Regions from separate parts of the Mus musculus genome. Here all the other regions are linked to region 1. A link is a contact called in public promoter capture Hi-C data. All regions are on one chromosome and are shown on one strand. The core of a region is the stretch at or near the end of the contact, and the rest is flanking DNA. Distances in the headings are between cores, read along the strand shown.

What was found. Promoter capture Hi-C pulls out the DNA fragments that hold promoters and counts their contacts.
Region 2: a contact with region 1 is called in a promoter capture Hi-C map of liver, with 4 times the contacts expected there. The contact joins the promoter of Fbxo21 here to the promoter of Tpcn1 in region 1. A contact is called at or near these places in 3 of 39 promoter capture datasets (the 3T3-L1 cell line, hippocampal neurons and liver).
Region 3: a contact with region 1 is called in a promoter capture Hi-C map of pre-B cells, with 9 times the contacts expected there. The contact joins the promoter of Spring1 here to the promoter of Tpcn1 in region 1. A contact is called at or near these places in 4 of 39 promoter capture datasets (hippocampal neurons, liver, pre-B cells and 1 more), 1 of 484 Hi-C or Micro-C datasets (B cells), 1 of 115 datasets of contacts at active chromatin or transcription factors (large pre-B cells) and 1 of 9 other capture datasets (liver).
Region 4: a promoter capture Hi-C map of hippocampal neurons shows a contact between it and region 1, with 5 times the contacts expected there. The contact joins the promoter of Med13l here to the promoter of Tpcn1 in region 1. A contact is called at or near these places in 3 of 39 promoter capture datasets (hippocampal neurons, liver and pre-B cells), 1 of 484 Hi-C or Micro-C datasets (B cells) and 1 of 115 datasets of contacts at active chromatin or transcription factors (large pre-B cells).

What each region holds. Positions count from the first base shown.
Region 1 is chr5:120,586,721-120,590,123 of GRCm38.p6, reverse strand. It overlaps Tpcn1 (two pore channel 1), which reads left to right and starts at 1,511. Exons shown (of 28, transcript NM_145853.2): 1 at 1,511-1,621. It overlaps Iqcd (IQ motif containing D), which reads right to left and starts at 1,101. Exons shown (of 5, transcript NM_029408.2): 1 at 1,030-1,101.
Region 2 is chr5:117,974,890-117,978,292 of GRCm38.p6, reverse strand. Fbxo21 (F-box protein 21) reads right to left here and starts at 1,523. Exons shown (of 12, transcript NM_001346588.1): 1 at 1,254-1,523; 2 at 300-435. The coding sequence starts at 1,492.
Region 3 is chr5:118,243,589-118,246,991 of GRCm38.p6, reverse strand. Spring1 (SREBF pathway regulator in golgi 1) reads right to left here and starts at 1,765. Exons shown (of 5, transcript NM_001081236.1): 1 at 1,534-1,765. The coding sequence starts at 1,644. It overlaps Rnft2 (ring finger protein, transmembrane 2), which reads left to right and starts at 1,967. Exons shown (of 11, transcript NM_001109902.1): 1 at 1,967-2,020.
Region 4 is chr5:118,558,846-118,562,248 of GRCm38.p6, reverse strand. Med13l (mediator complex subunit 13-like) reads right to left here and starts at 1,530. Exons shown (of 31, transcript NM_172424.4): 1 at 1,392-1,530. The coding sequence starts at 1,463.

The DNA.
Region 1 (3,403 bases), core at 262-2,761:
AGTCAAAACCTAACTAAGACACACACTAAGCACTCAATAAGCCCATGTTAAATATGTGAATTATTCGTTGTATGAGCCAAGAGAATGTCCTAGGAAATGCTTAGACAGAGGGAGTTAGGGTAGAATAAGTCGTGGCGGGGATCACTGCAATTAGCCTGGCAGTCACAGCACACACACGTTGTGAACATACCTTGTGCACTCACATACACGTAGGCACCCACAGATACATATAAAGTAAAAATAAATAAAGCTTTACGTTATTTTAAAAGAGCGTGTACGGCTTTTTGAAAGGACTAGAGTTTAGTCCCCTGCACCTATGACAGGTGGCTCACAACTGCCCACCCGTAATTAATTTTAGCTCCAGAGGATCCAAAACCCTTTGTCTGTATTCACATTCACATACCCCACCAACGCAGACATAGTGATAATAATATTAATAATGATAATAAAACTTTAACAATTAAAGGGGAAAAAACCTAATTAGACCAAGGGTGGTGGCACATGCTTTTAATCCCAGTACTCAAAGGCAAAGACTGGTGGATCTCTGTGAGTCTGAGGCTAGCCTGGTCTACAGAGTGAGTTCGAGACTACATAGTGAGACCTTGTTCCAAAATCAAAACAAACAACAAATCCTTATTTTAAGCATACACTGAAGGGGGTCACGCACCCAGCAAGCTGACCTCTGAACATAGTGCGGACAGTGGGCACCAAAACAAACCAACCCATCCAATTACTTGAACTAAGTTCACTCGATGTGAACTTCACAAATGGTATCAGTAAGAGATGAGGAGAGGGACTATGAAATGGCAGGTGGACCAGACAGGAAGCAAGACTATCAGAAGAGGATACTTGATGGTGCTTGCAGGAGGCCTAGAGGAGGACAGGATGGAGGTTGGGCAAGGGAGTGAGGACCTGGAGCTGGACGGGATGGCAAGTGGGGCGCGGACGCCTGGAGGGGAGAAATCACTGGACGGCGTGCCTACTAGGTGCACACAGCCTGCAGCCTGGGGCTTCCCCGCTGTCACTCACCAGCTCCTCAAGATGCAAGTTTCTTGGCCCACAGTTAAGCAACTCGGCGGCCCTTATGTTGCTAGGTTACGAGCCACTCTTAGAAGGCGGGACTTTGAGTTTGACTGACATTCTTTTTCACCATTTAACTTCGAATCGGGTTGCGTTGGCTCCGCCTCCTGAAAGATGGCCAATCAAAATCCCCGCCTCTCTGACGTTTCGCCAATGGAAAGACGCAGGATTCCTGTTGGTTGCGCGAGTGAGGCGGGGGTGGGGGTGGGGTGGGGAGGAAAGGGGTGTTGCTTCCTCGCCCCGCCCTCCCTTTGGGAGGAGGGCTGTGAGAACGCTGAGTGACGTGTAGTCTACCCTGTCAAATTTCATTGCGACCCCTCTGATGGCCAGTAGGCTGTGGCCTAGGGCCGTGGGCGGGGCTTTCGGGGCTGAGTGACAGGAGTCGGCGGATGCGAAGGCTGGCGCAGCTGCCGCTGTGGCAGCGGTGAGGCGGCGGTGGCGGCTGCTGAGGCTCCGCGCTGGGGATATTGGCGGCGGCAACTGCGGGCTGAGCTACGCTGTGCAGACCCAGTGCACAGTGCGGGATCCCGGGACGGCGCGTGTAAGGATCCGAGGGGTGCGCGATCTTGGCCCGAGGGCAAGGGTCAGGGGTCAGAAGGTGCAGAGAAGGGGCTGGGGCTGAGTGCTCCAGAAGCCCGAGGCGGGGCCCTGGGAGGTGGCCGGCATGCTCTCTCCTTGCGGATCCCCTTCTCTCTGCACCCCTTTTCTTTGGCCTGACTTCCTGGGGCGACCCGGATCGCGATGGGGATCGTGGGGAGCTAGAGCCCCCGAGCGACCCTTCCTCCCTGCTCACCTCCCTGCTGTGTCCTCTTGTGACCTGGCCGGGGACTCCTGCCTGGGTCAGTCTGCCTCAGGGGACAGATCGCAGGATGGCAGCTAGCTATCTGATTCCGGGACCTTCTTCCAGGGGTGACCTTACCCCAGGGGTGACTCGCTGGGTCTCCGCTAGAGAGAGAACCAAGGTCTGCCAAAGGGCTGGACCTTAGGAGCTCCGAGTCTGCTGTGTGACCTTGGACAGTTTACTTACCCTCTCTGGGCCCCGTTTCTTTCTCTTTGAAAAGTCATAGGCTCTTCAGGAGGCAAAGGCAGGAGAATGGCAACTTCAAAGCTTCAAAGCTCCATAGGGATATCCCTACCACCAAAGACAAAAAACAAGAAAGCGGTTGGTGGATTTCGCCTAAGTGGAGTGCAGTTTCTAGGAATAGTTGGTGGGGCTGCGCTGAAGTGGGCAGTGTCCCCTGCGTTCCATGACTACTTGTGGCTCTTTACTTGGGAGAGGCCACGCTAAGCTGCCTCATGTATCAAGTGGGCGCTAACCAACTGAGGGCAGAGCCGTTGAGTCGGAGCCAGGAGGTTGTTTCCTGTGGGTGGGGTCTACAGCTGTGTACTGTAGATGTTCAGTAGCCTCTCTGGACTCCCTCGCAATCAATCCCAAGTTGTGATGCTGGAAATATTTCTAGACAGTGGGGACAAAGTCACTCCAGGCGAGAGCCATTGAGGTGAGACCAGGCATGTTAGAATGGAGTCATGCATCCCGCTGTTAAAATGTAAAACCCACTGGGAGGATCTCCCTAGGATGCTAGTGACGAACATTAGAAACCTGTTGTCATGCGTTGGGAGAGCTTCTTGCCTTCCAAGTGAATAGCGAGAACACACTGTTAGAGCCTCCTCCTCATGGCCTCAAAGTACATCCTTGTAATCCCTCTGCTGTGGAGTGCGTTAGAAGTGTGAGCCTAGTCTATGCAAGGCACTGGGGGAGGAGAGAGTTAAGCCAAAATTCAAAACACACTGCAGTTCTTTAGGCAGCCAAATGACGGGTATCTTGTGGGAGTTCCTCTTCTGTCTCCCCTTGTTGAGATTTCCAAGCAAAATAAATTCTCAAATCTGGAAAAGGAAAACAAAAAACACAAACGAACAACCCCCTCCCCACCCCCCACTTGCAGGAACTTTGCCAGGCAGAGTCTTTCAGGCTTAGCAGGCTGCTGCAGAAAGTGGTGTTTATCTCCGCTGCCGCCACCGCCTCTGTTAAGAGAGACAGGCTGTCTCTGCCTGGTGATGTTCCCATCCATCGTTCCTGGAAAGGGGGCAGACATTGCCCAGTTGTCCTGCCGAGGATTGGTTTGGAGGCGGACTATGTCTGGTGCACTGGCCACAGTTGGAGGCAGCAACCTGCTGCTGTCTCTAAGTTCAAAGGTCCCCGGGCAGATCTGCTGAGTCCTGCCTTTCTTTTTATCTCAGTAAGCAGAAGCCGGTCTGTGTAAACAGCTTCTCGAACAGGCCAGTCCTGAGGGTTTAAACCTGGAGAGAAGGAAGGATGGGGCTT
Region 2 (3,403 bases), core at 274-2,773, 2.6 Mb after region 1:
TGGACACCGCCCTGTGTCCCTTTCCGCTCCTCAACACCCCACTCCCTCTGGCTTTAAAAAAAGTAGGGCTAGCAGGGACAAATGGCTCCGTGTTGTTGGACGGGAGGAGAGGGGACACAATGACTCTTATAAGCATGCAAGCAAAGGGCTGTGTGAGCAGTGAAAAGGGAAATAGGAACAAGAGCTGAAAAGCTATGGCAGGCACACACGAACGAGCGCGTGCGCGCACGAACACACATACACACACACACACACACACACACACACACACACAGAGCATGACCAAGCCTGATGCTTACGTGCTCTGAAAAGAACCGCTTGGAGAAGGAAGCTACAATCTTCCGGGCTTCTAACCCAGCTTTCTGCCGAACTTTATATTCCTCTAACCAATTGACGTAGTCGGTGGGGCTGTAGTGCTTCATCAGGGAGGGCCACCTATAAGGGGGGGGGGGGGAGAGAAAACACCCTTTCTCAGCTCCGCAGAGACTGCAAAAAACCACGGAGGAGTCTGCGGGCAAGGGGGGGGGGGTGGACTTGGCAGAGGCTCTAGTTGCAATAATCATAGCGTATGCAATGCATTCCCTCACTACTCAGATGCAGTGACCTTGGCGTGGCGACACGAAAGGCAGCGTTTCTACCACCAGTAGCCGCCGCCCCCCCTCCGCCCCCCAATCTCTGCGCTGGCCACAATCACAGTGATGCTAACGGTTCTCGTGGATGGCGCGCCTCCCTCAGCATCAGGCCCTGCAAACCCGGGCCTCATCTTATTTGATTCCCCATAATGGGAAAAAAAAAAAAAGGAGGGGGGGTCTCATCACCGACCAGGAGACCCAGGCTCTGGAGAAGGGAGGTGGACCGACATCACCCCCTCCACCCCCAAGGTCACGAGCTGGACTGGCAGGTCCGATGCCGGCATCCTAAGGAGCTAGCCAGGAATGCACGCACCGCTGCTTTGCCTGCACGTCAACATCCTGCAGCGGCCACAAAAGATGCGCCTCCTCCTGCAGCCGGGAGGCGCGTGAAGGCCGCAGCCCCCCGGGGCGGAGCGCTCCGGAGGCCCCGGCCTCGGGCGGCTGCCGCGACCCCATCGGAGCTCCGGAGGGGGCCCCCCGGGCTGCAGGCAGGCCTTTGTCTGCGGCCGCGGGAAGAGGGCGGCGCGCGGCCCGGAGGCCCGGAGGGTGGCGGGGTGGGGCCCCACGCGAGGCCCGGCGCCGAGGGGCTCTGCGGGTCCCGGGAACGGGATGCTCGCTCACCTCACCCGGAACTGCTCCTTCCACACCTGCCCGCTGCTCTGGCACACCTCGCGCAGGCGGCGGCAGGTGCTGGACACGCGGCCGATGTCCAGCGCCGTGAGCGAGCCGCTGCACAGGATGTACTCCAGCACCTCGCCCGGCAGCTGCACCAGGCAGCTGGGGCCCGTCGCCTCAGCCGCGGCCTCCTCGGCCAGCGCCGGCACCACCTCCATAGCGCTGTCCCCCGCTACCGACGCCATCTTGTCCGCGTACCTGAGGGGGCCGCTGTGCGGGCGGGCGCGCGCGCGATAGGAGCCTAAGAAGCCGTACCACGCCCTCAGGGGGAGTGGCTGGGAACGCCCCGCCCACGCCAGGGGGTCCCGCCCACTCCGCTTGGAGGACTGGGAAGAGCCAGAGGCGAGAGCTGGCTGCTGCTGCAGAGATAAATGGTCCTTTCGCGTCCTGATTCTCCCAGGGGCATTTTTAAAAATGATAGCTGGGTGCTCGTCTTCGGCAGCGCAGATACTAAAACTGGAACGATGCAGAGATTTGCATGGATGCTGCGCCTAGGATGACACGCAAATTCGGGGAGGCGGTGGCACCTTTGATCTCCGCATTTAGGAGGTGGAAGTAGGCAGATCTCAGAGTTCGAGGCTAGCCTCAGCTATAGAGCGAGTTCCATGACAGCCAGAGATACACAGAGAAACCCTGTCTCGAAAATAAATATATCGAGGTTGCCCGGGCAGTGGTGGCGCACGCCTTTAATCCCAGCACTTGGGAGGCAGAAGCAGGTGGGTTTCCAAGTTCGAGGCCAGCCTGGTCTACAGAGTGAGTTTCAGGACAGCCAGGGCTACACAGAGAAACCCTGTCTCGAAAAACAAAACAAAACAAAACAAAATTGCCCTTTGGCCTTCACCTTCTCGATGGGACATGAGTCCACATAGACAATAACTAAAAGTTAAAAATGACTATGGTGGCTTACTTCCTAATTCCCAGCTCTCAGGAGACCGAGGCACGCAGATCAAAAGTTGGGCTATCTATATTAAGATCCGATCTCAAAAGCAATTTGAGACAGAGTCTGATGTAGTCCACTCTGGTCTTGAATTATGTATTGGAGAAGGACCTTGAGTTTCTGGCCCCCCTGCCTTTACCTCCCATAGCTTGTATTAAAGGCATACACCACCAAGATGTACTTCAGAGGTGGTAGTGCGGGGGTGAAACCCAGGGCTTGGTGCCGGTTAGCCATGCACTTTACAGCCATGCCATAGTCCCAAAATTAAGCTGTTGAAAATGGCTATCTTATACCAAGCACTTCCTGGAAGTGATTTGGCCTTCTCCACGGGTGACTCACTCTCCACTGGGTACTGAGGCAAGCATACTATTTGTTTTTGGGGACCCCTATTTCTAGCTCTATGATGGTGTGGAGAATAGTAGTAACCCCTGAATCTATGTCCTGATTTGAAGCAGGTCGAAGTATCGTGGGGAGCTCTCCTCTGTGTGACTGGGCTCCTTCAAGCCGCTGATCCCTTTGACTCTGCCTCCCAAAATGCTGAGTGTGATTTTAGAGGTGTTCATGGTGTCTGCTTTTAATTGTCTTCCACTCAACAATCCTTCATGATTTGGGGGACATATATGCCCTCTCTGGCAATACAACAATTACCATATGCTCTGGCTGTCCTGAAACTCACTTGGTAGACCAGGCTGGTCTCGAACTCAGAAATCCACCTGCCTCTGCCTCCCAAGTGCTGGGATTAAAGGCATTCGCCACCACCGCCCGGCTGCTTTATTTTCTTAATGCATGTGTGTGCACATGTGTGTATATGTGTGTGTATGTGTGTGTAAATGAGAGCACGTATGCCTGCATGTGTGTGCATATGTGTGTGCGTGTGATTGAAGGTCAGAGGAGAATCTCGCTTGGGTCTCATCTTTAGATGAGCTTTTATTTACATTTTAATTTATTTTGTGTGCTCACGTGACCAAGCCAGCTCAGTCCGTCAACAGGTTCTCCAGCGAAGGAGTGAGGATTAAAAAGAAAAAGGACAGACAACATTGTAGCATGACCCCAGCCAGTTCTGAGGCTGAGGTGGGTTTATTTTTTTCCCAATCTGCTTTTATACCATTCTAATTCCATGCAAGTAACAAGGTCAAGCAGTACAATAAACACAAATAGT
Region 3 (3,403 bases), core at 516-3,015, 2.3 Mb after region 1:
ACATGGCAGCATCCAGACAGGCATGATGCAGGCAGAGCTGAGAGTTCTACATCTCCATCTGAAGGCTGCTAGTGGAAGACTGACTCCCAGGCAGCTAGGGTGAGGGTCTTAAGCCCACATCCACAGTGACACACCTACTCCAACAAGGTCACACCTCCTAATAGGGCACTGTAGAGCCAGAGTTTTGGGGCCTGAAGTGACAGGAAGAAATGAACAGCCTAACTGTGTCAACAGTGATGACATACGTCACTTAGTGAGATGCTGAGGACTGGAGAGGTATAAATCTGGCAGAAGAAAGGCAAGAGTTCTGTTCCAGGTGGGTGCAATGGAGACAATTATCAGAATGTGGAAAAGCCAATGGAGACAATTATCAGAATGTGGAAAAGCCAGACAGGATTACAAGGTCAAATCTGGGCAAGAGAGTAAGACACGCCCCCCCCCCCCCCCAGGAGTGACTGTGCAAAAGCGCAACCATTCAAAAGACGGACTGTGATACAGAAAACCAGAGAACTATATTCGTAAGAACAGCAAAACAGGATCAAAGGGTGCACAGGAGCAGGAAAGGCGGAGGGGCAGGTGACCTACAAAATGCAACTCAGTCAAGTGTGGTTTCTAGGCAAATGCTGGGAACTGGTTCCTACTACAGTGGGATGCCAGGTCTCTAGGAACTCTCTACCAGGACAAAAACGGGAAAGGGAGGTTGAGAAATTAAAAATAAAAAAATAAAAAATAAAAATCTACCCAACCAAGTTGTGCCCCAAAAGGGAGCCTGTTGGGTCACCCAGGTGAACAGGCACAGAGAGCCCTTGGCCACTTCCTGGTCTAGCCATCTCTACCTCCTGCCCATCAAGAAGCCTGGGGCTGTGCGGAGCAGGGAACGCGACAGAGGAGGGTGCACAGGTCTGAGGACCCCATTCTGCCTGGCCTACCAGCCAGATCCCGCACGGAAGAGGGGCGGTACAAAGACCTGCAGTGGGACGCCTCCCTTAGCGGCCTTCGATTCACAGGAGGACAGGAGGAGGATCACACAATCGGAGGGAGGAGGACTAGAGGGTTGAGGACTAGAGAGCTGAAGGGAGGACCAATGGATGATCCAGGGACTGAAAGGAAGAGGCTCAGAGGCTCAGAGGGAGGACTGAATGGCTGCATATCAGGAGGACTACAAGGTGGAGGACAGGAGAGAGGAGCATCAGAGGACAGAGGATCAAGGGAGGGAGGAACTGTGAGGATCGAGGAGGAGGGGTTGGAAAAGAACAGAGGGTGAGAGGTAAGAAGTTGGAGGGCAGAGGAGAACAGAGGATGGGGAGGCAGAGAATTCGAGGGAGGAGGAGGAGTGGAGGACGGAGGGAGCTAGGGAGGGGAAAGGAGAAGGGCAGAGGACAACGCAACGGAGGGAGAAGGGCTGAAGGAGGATTTTAGATCAGAGGGAGGAGTGCTCAGGAGGAGGATTAGAAGAACGATGGGGAGAAGGACATAGTATTTGAGGGAGGAAGCAGGATCGGAAGGACGGAGGTCCTGAGAGAAGTCGCTTACCTGCTTGAAGGTGCTGCTGAGGAAGTAAACTAGCGAGAGGCCGAAAACCAGGGCGAGCACCCAGCGCTTGCGCAGGAGCCGGCGCCACAGCAGCGCCGCCAGGTTCAGCATCCCGGTAGGGCGCAGGCGCAGAGACGACCCCACGGCATGACCCCTGCAATCCGCTTCCAGCACTGCTTTACCTTCCCGCAGCCAACGCGCCGGCCACGTGATCCGCCGCACGCCCCGCCCCACCTAGTGACGCCAACGCCAGGCCCCTCCATGCCTCCTCGCCATTGGTTCTGCCGGAGCCTCGGCTCTCCATTGGCTGAATGTGACGGCAGGGGCGGACCTTCTCGGACTAGAGGCAGGCCTCCCTGTGCGAGGGTCCTAGCGCCGATCGCGTTCTCGGTGGCACTGCCGGCCGGAAGTCACGTGGCGCCCTGGCCACGCCAGGGATTGGCTAGGCTGGATTAGCAGAGGCCGTGATTGCTGCAGTGTCTGGCAGGTAAATGAAGGCTATGCTCGGCCGCTGCTACCCTGTGACCCCGCGAGCCTGGCGGCAAAGGCGCTTCGCCGTCCGGTCTGGGGACGCCGCTCGCGCCCAAGCGTCCTGTAGGGGACCGTGCAGCCTCCTAGGGAGGACCAGGGTGTGTGGGACGGAGATGGTCCATTCATTCATTCTGTAGCATCCTGTGGGCTCCAGGAGTCAATACGAGCCTACTTGTACCGCCCGTTTGCCACAGAATCGTGGGCATTTAATTTATGACGTTTTCTCAAAGCTTGTAGGTGGAAACTTGGGGATACCGTGTTTTAGTTTCCCCGAGGATAAGGAGTAGTGGGGCCACCCGGAGTATCAAGCCAGATTGCAAATTCTTGAGACATGTTACCTGATGGATGACAGTTTCTTTCTTTATAAAACGGCCTGGTTGAGAGTGTAGCTAGGTGATAGAGGGCTTGCCTGAATATGACGATGATACCAAGGAGTCTTTTCCTAGCTAATTTAATCTTGCAGAAAAGGCAGGCACCTTAGCCTGTGGCTTCCTAGCTAGCTGCAGCCGAGAAGGCTGTGCAGAATTAATTAATTCCGCACCCATTTGTGTTGGCCTGGGCTAAGAGATGGATCTTTCTCTGTAGGGAAAATATGCCGGGAAACTGAGCCTGTTCATGGAAGCATATTCTTTATTTCTTTAAAGATTTTATTTATGTATGTATTTATTTTTTAATTATATGTTAGAGTGGGTTTGCCCATGGGAGTGCAGGTGCCCTCCGAGGTCAGTAGAGGGAGTCAGATCACTTACAGCTGGAGGTACAGGTAGTTGTGAGCCACCCTTGTGGGTGCTGGGAACTGGACTTAGATCTTCTGCAGGAGCAGTAGCCATATGGAGTCTCTCTCCAAGCCTTGCCCTTCTTTCTTGGCTTTCTATTGGTGCGGGAGGTAGGACGAGGTGTGTGCGGATCTGTCGCTGGGGAAAATCAAGGTGATCTAATCTCTACAGAGACGTTGGCCTTCCATCTCTGCAACTCCAAGGTGGACGGGCAGCCCAGACACAGGACCTCTCAAGGGTCATAGTAAACAAACCCACATGTCAATGACTGGTAAGTGCTGTGGGGAGGTAGCCTGTAACCCTCAGCTGGAAAACCATGCCAGGGAAGGAACAGCAGGTACAAAGGCCCGGAGGCAGGAACTCTTAACTTTAAAGTGTCCAGAGGTACCTGGAGTTCTTATGGCCAGAGATAAGTCACAGAATCAAGGTTGTAAACGGGTAATGATAACGTCCAGCACAGCCTGGAGGCCTCCAACGACTCTGATTTTTATTCTGGTTTCACTTAGAAGCCAGTAGAAATTCTAAAATCATTTTTATGGCCCCCCCCCCAGTGTGTGCTTGTG
Region 4 (3,403 bases), core at 281-2,780, 2.0 Mb after region 1:
TTATCCAGTGTAAACAAGGACTAAAAGGAAATAAAGCTTCTATCTGCAGCAGGGGTTCCAGAAAATAATTTGCAATAAATGCATGCTCTCCAAAAGTCAGCACCCTCCCCCCCAGCACCCTCCCCACCAAAATTGGGCACACAACTAAAATAAGTTGAGTTTTTAAGGCTAAATTAAATAGGCCGTTCAACCAATTTTCCAATTATATTCTACGCTTGAAACATAATTGCCTTACATCTGTTTACAAATCTTTGCTCAATATTTAAACAAATTCGTACTCTCCCGGGCACATAGCTACACACACACAGTAACTCAGGCACAAAGCGCGTATTTAAAGACCATGCACTCCCATTATCAGCGTAAGCGCCGGGTTTAACAACGCGAATGTTTTCAGAGCTAGGTAATACGACCCAATAAAAAGCAAAGATGGCATTTACCACCAAATGTCACTGCCACCGCCAGGAAAGAGTTGCTGGAGCTCTATACATTTTTAATTTCGACGAATCGAGCCGCCGTCGCCCGGTGCCAGGCTTCCAGAAGAACAATTGACACCCTAAATGGTTCGAGATTAAGGCAGGCGATGCACTTCCAAAGCAAAAGTTGTCAATTATCAGAGGCGAGAGCGGGAGAGAGGAGAGGCGAAGGCAGATAAAAGCGATGTTATCAAACCGCCCAGCTTGTTGCTCGTGTGTGTGTGTGTGTGTGTGTGTGTGTGTTCCTTGTTAAAGCAGAGAAAACAGTTTTTAAAGGCAGCGGAGGAGAGCGAGGAGCAGCAGCTTCCTCCACCTTCCGTGGGCTCCGAGCAATGGCTCTCCCGCTCTCCGGCGTAGTAAACCCCGAGAGGCGGGCGGCTGTCCGTGTTTACAACGGCGCGAGCGAGCTCCGGCTGCCAGAGTCCTTTTCCCTGACACCATCGCCTTCCATCAACTGTTTTCGGGCGAAATCGCAGGTGTCATTGTGGAAATATTAAAAGGAAAAAAAAGGGAAAAAAACGGAGAAACAGAGGAAGAGAGAAAGAAAAAATCAGAAGGCAGACGCCGGCGAGTGGGAGAGCAGCCGATCCGATCGGGAGAGAGAGAGAGAGAGAGGACGAGCCTGCAGCTCACCCGCGCCGGCGGCTGCACAAGGCAGAAAAGCCTTCCACATTTCGGGGAAGGAGGAGAAAAAAGAAAAAAAAAGAAAATAAGGGGGGAAGGGGAGGGGAGGGGGTGTGATTGCCACGGAGGTGGGCGCTCCGAGCGCGCCCCGGCGTCCGCAGCGCCCCGACTTCCCCACGCACGTCCACGCCGGGCGCCGCGCTCGCCGACGCCGCCAGGGCTCCGGGAGGAGAAAGTTGCGCGGCGGGGAGGTCGCGCCCCCCAACCCGGGCTCCCCCCCGCCCCGCCACTCACCAGCGAGAAGAGGTTGGAGTGACAATCCTCCAGGCTCGCCCCGTTCGCTACCCAGTTCGCCGCGGCGGTCATGGTCCTCCGCGAGCCCGGCCGCCAGAGCGGGGCATGTCGGAGCGGGCCGGGCCGGGCGGCGGCGGCGGCGGCTCCCGGGCACCAGGGGCGCGAGGCCCGCGCGGGAGGCCCGAGGGCGGCGGTGGCGACGACGGCGACGACGGCGGCGGCGGGGGGCGCGGGCCGGCAACGCCGCCCGCCTCTGTCGCGCAGGGCCGCCGCCTCCGCCTCCGCCTCGCCGCCTCGTCGGCCGCCTTGTTTATCTCCAAGCCGGCGGGCGACTCGCCCTCGGCCGCGCCGGCGCGGGAGGCACGCGAGCCCCGCAGCCGCCCCGAGCCGCCGCCGCCGCCGCCGCCGCTGCGCGAGCCCGCGAAGGGGGGGGTGCGGACGAAGCCAGCGGGCGACCCCGGCAGCCGAGCGCCGTCCCCTCCTTCCTCTTCCTCCCCACCCCCCCCCTCCTCCCCAGTCGGCCGCGCTTCTCCTCCCTCCCCGGGCTCGCTCGCTCTGACAGCAATGGCGGCCGCCGACCGCGGCTCGGCCCGCCATTGGCTGCGGCGCGTCACGTGACGGGCGCCGGCCGCGCGGGGGGCGGGGGAGGGGCCGCGGCGGCGGCGGCGGCGGCGGCGGTGGTGGCTCGCGGGAGGCGCTGCTGAGCCGAGCGAGCGCGGCCCTCTCGGAGCGGGGTGACGGAGCCAGGGAGGGAAGAGAAAGAGGTGCGGGCGGCCGTGGGACGCCGGGGCTGCGTGGACGCCCCGCCCTGGGCGCGGGCGCGCGTCGGGCGCGGGCCGAAGAGGGCCGCGGCTTCCCCGGAGCGGCCTCCGAGCCCCCCTGGGGGAGCATCTCGGGTCCCCGAGGAGCGGCGTGGGCCGGCCCGGCCTGGCCGAGCGAGCCGAGGAGTGTCTCCTCCTCGAAACCTCGCGCGCGACCGCCCGCCGGCCTGCCTGCCGCAGCGCACCGGGCGGAGGAGTAGGACTCAAAGAGACACAAAGGCAGCGAGCGAGGTGCTTGCCCGGGGTCGCGGGATTCGAACCCAGGCATCGGGAAGCCAGGGCTCGGGACTCACTGCCTCCCGAGCGCTGAGCTCCTAAAGCATCCCGGCTGCTGGAGCCCTTGGCGCCCACTCTGTGCGTGCACGCAGGCATTCCTTACATAGATGATCCCAGCGCTCTTAGGTGCCACATTCACACTGGGCTATGTGGAGGGGAGCAGGCCCTTCCTCCAGCTCCAAGCGGTCAATAATAACCAGCATCCCTTCTTCAGAGAGTAATGGGACTGGGAGAAGTGCTGATGCCGGAGACTGCCTTCCAGGACTTTTCGTCGTGGAAATAGAGAAAGGGAGAAAGTTGACTTGGAAAGAGGTAGAATTAGGCAGGCGTATCTCTATGAGTTCCAGGCCAGCCTGGTCTACACACTGTCTCCAAGAAACAAAGGAAGAGTAAAACGCTGGAAAGAGCGGTGGAAGCAAAATAAAGCGGGCACAAATCTGACATATGAATGGAGTTTTGAGACTACCACAAACCTTAAACCCTGGAATGAAGGTGGCCCGAACACATAGGTCATTTCACAGAGTCCTCAGAATCGGGGTGCAATAGCATCCCCAAGGTCCCAGTTACTGAGTGGCTCAACTCCTGAACTATCTGAATTCAGGAGGCTCTGGAGAGGATGCCAGGAGCTGGCTCTGCTACACCTAGCTGTGACCCTGCCCAGCAAAGTTTAACTATGCCTCATTTTCTAATCTGTCCAAAGCAAATCCTAATTGCTGACCTGCTGACCTCAAGCCAAGGTCACACATTTCCGTTAAGATGCTATTGGGGGAAGGGTTACAAGGGGGAGTTGCCCGACACTTTATGCACACATGTGGTATTACTGAGACCTGAGCAGTCAGATGGTCCATCACACCCAGAATCCACGCATACTCATCACACGCGTAGGCAAAAGGCTATGAGCTGGTCACAGTCTAA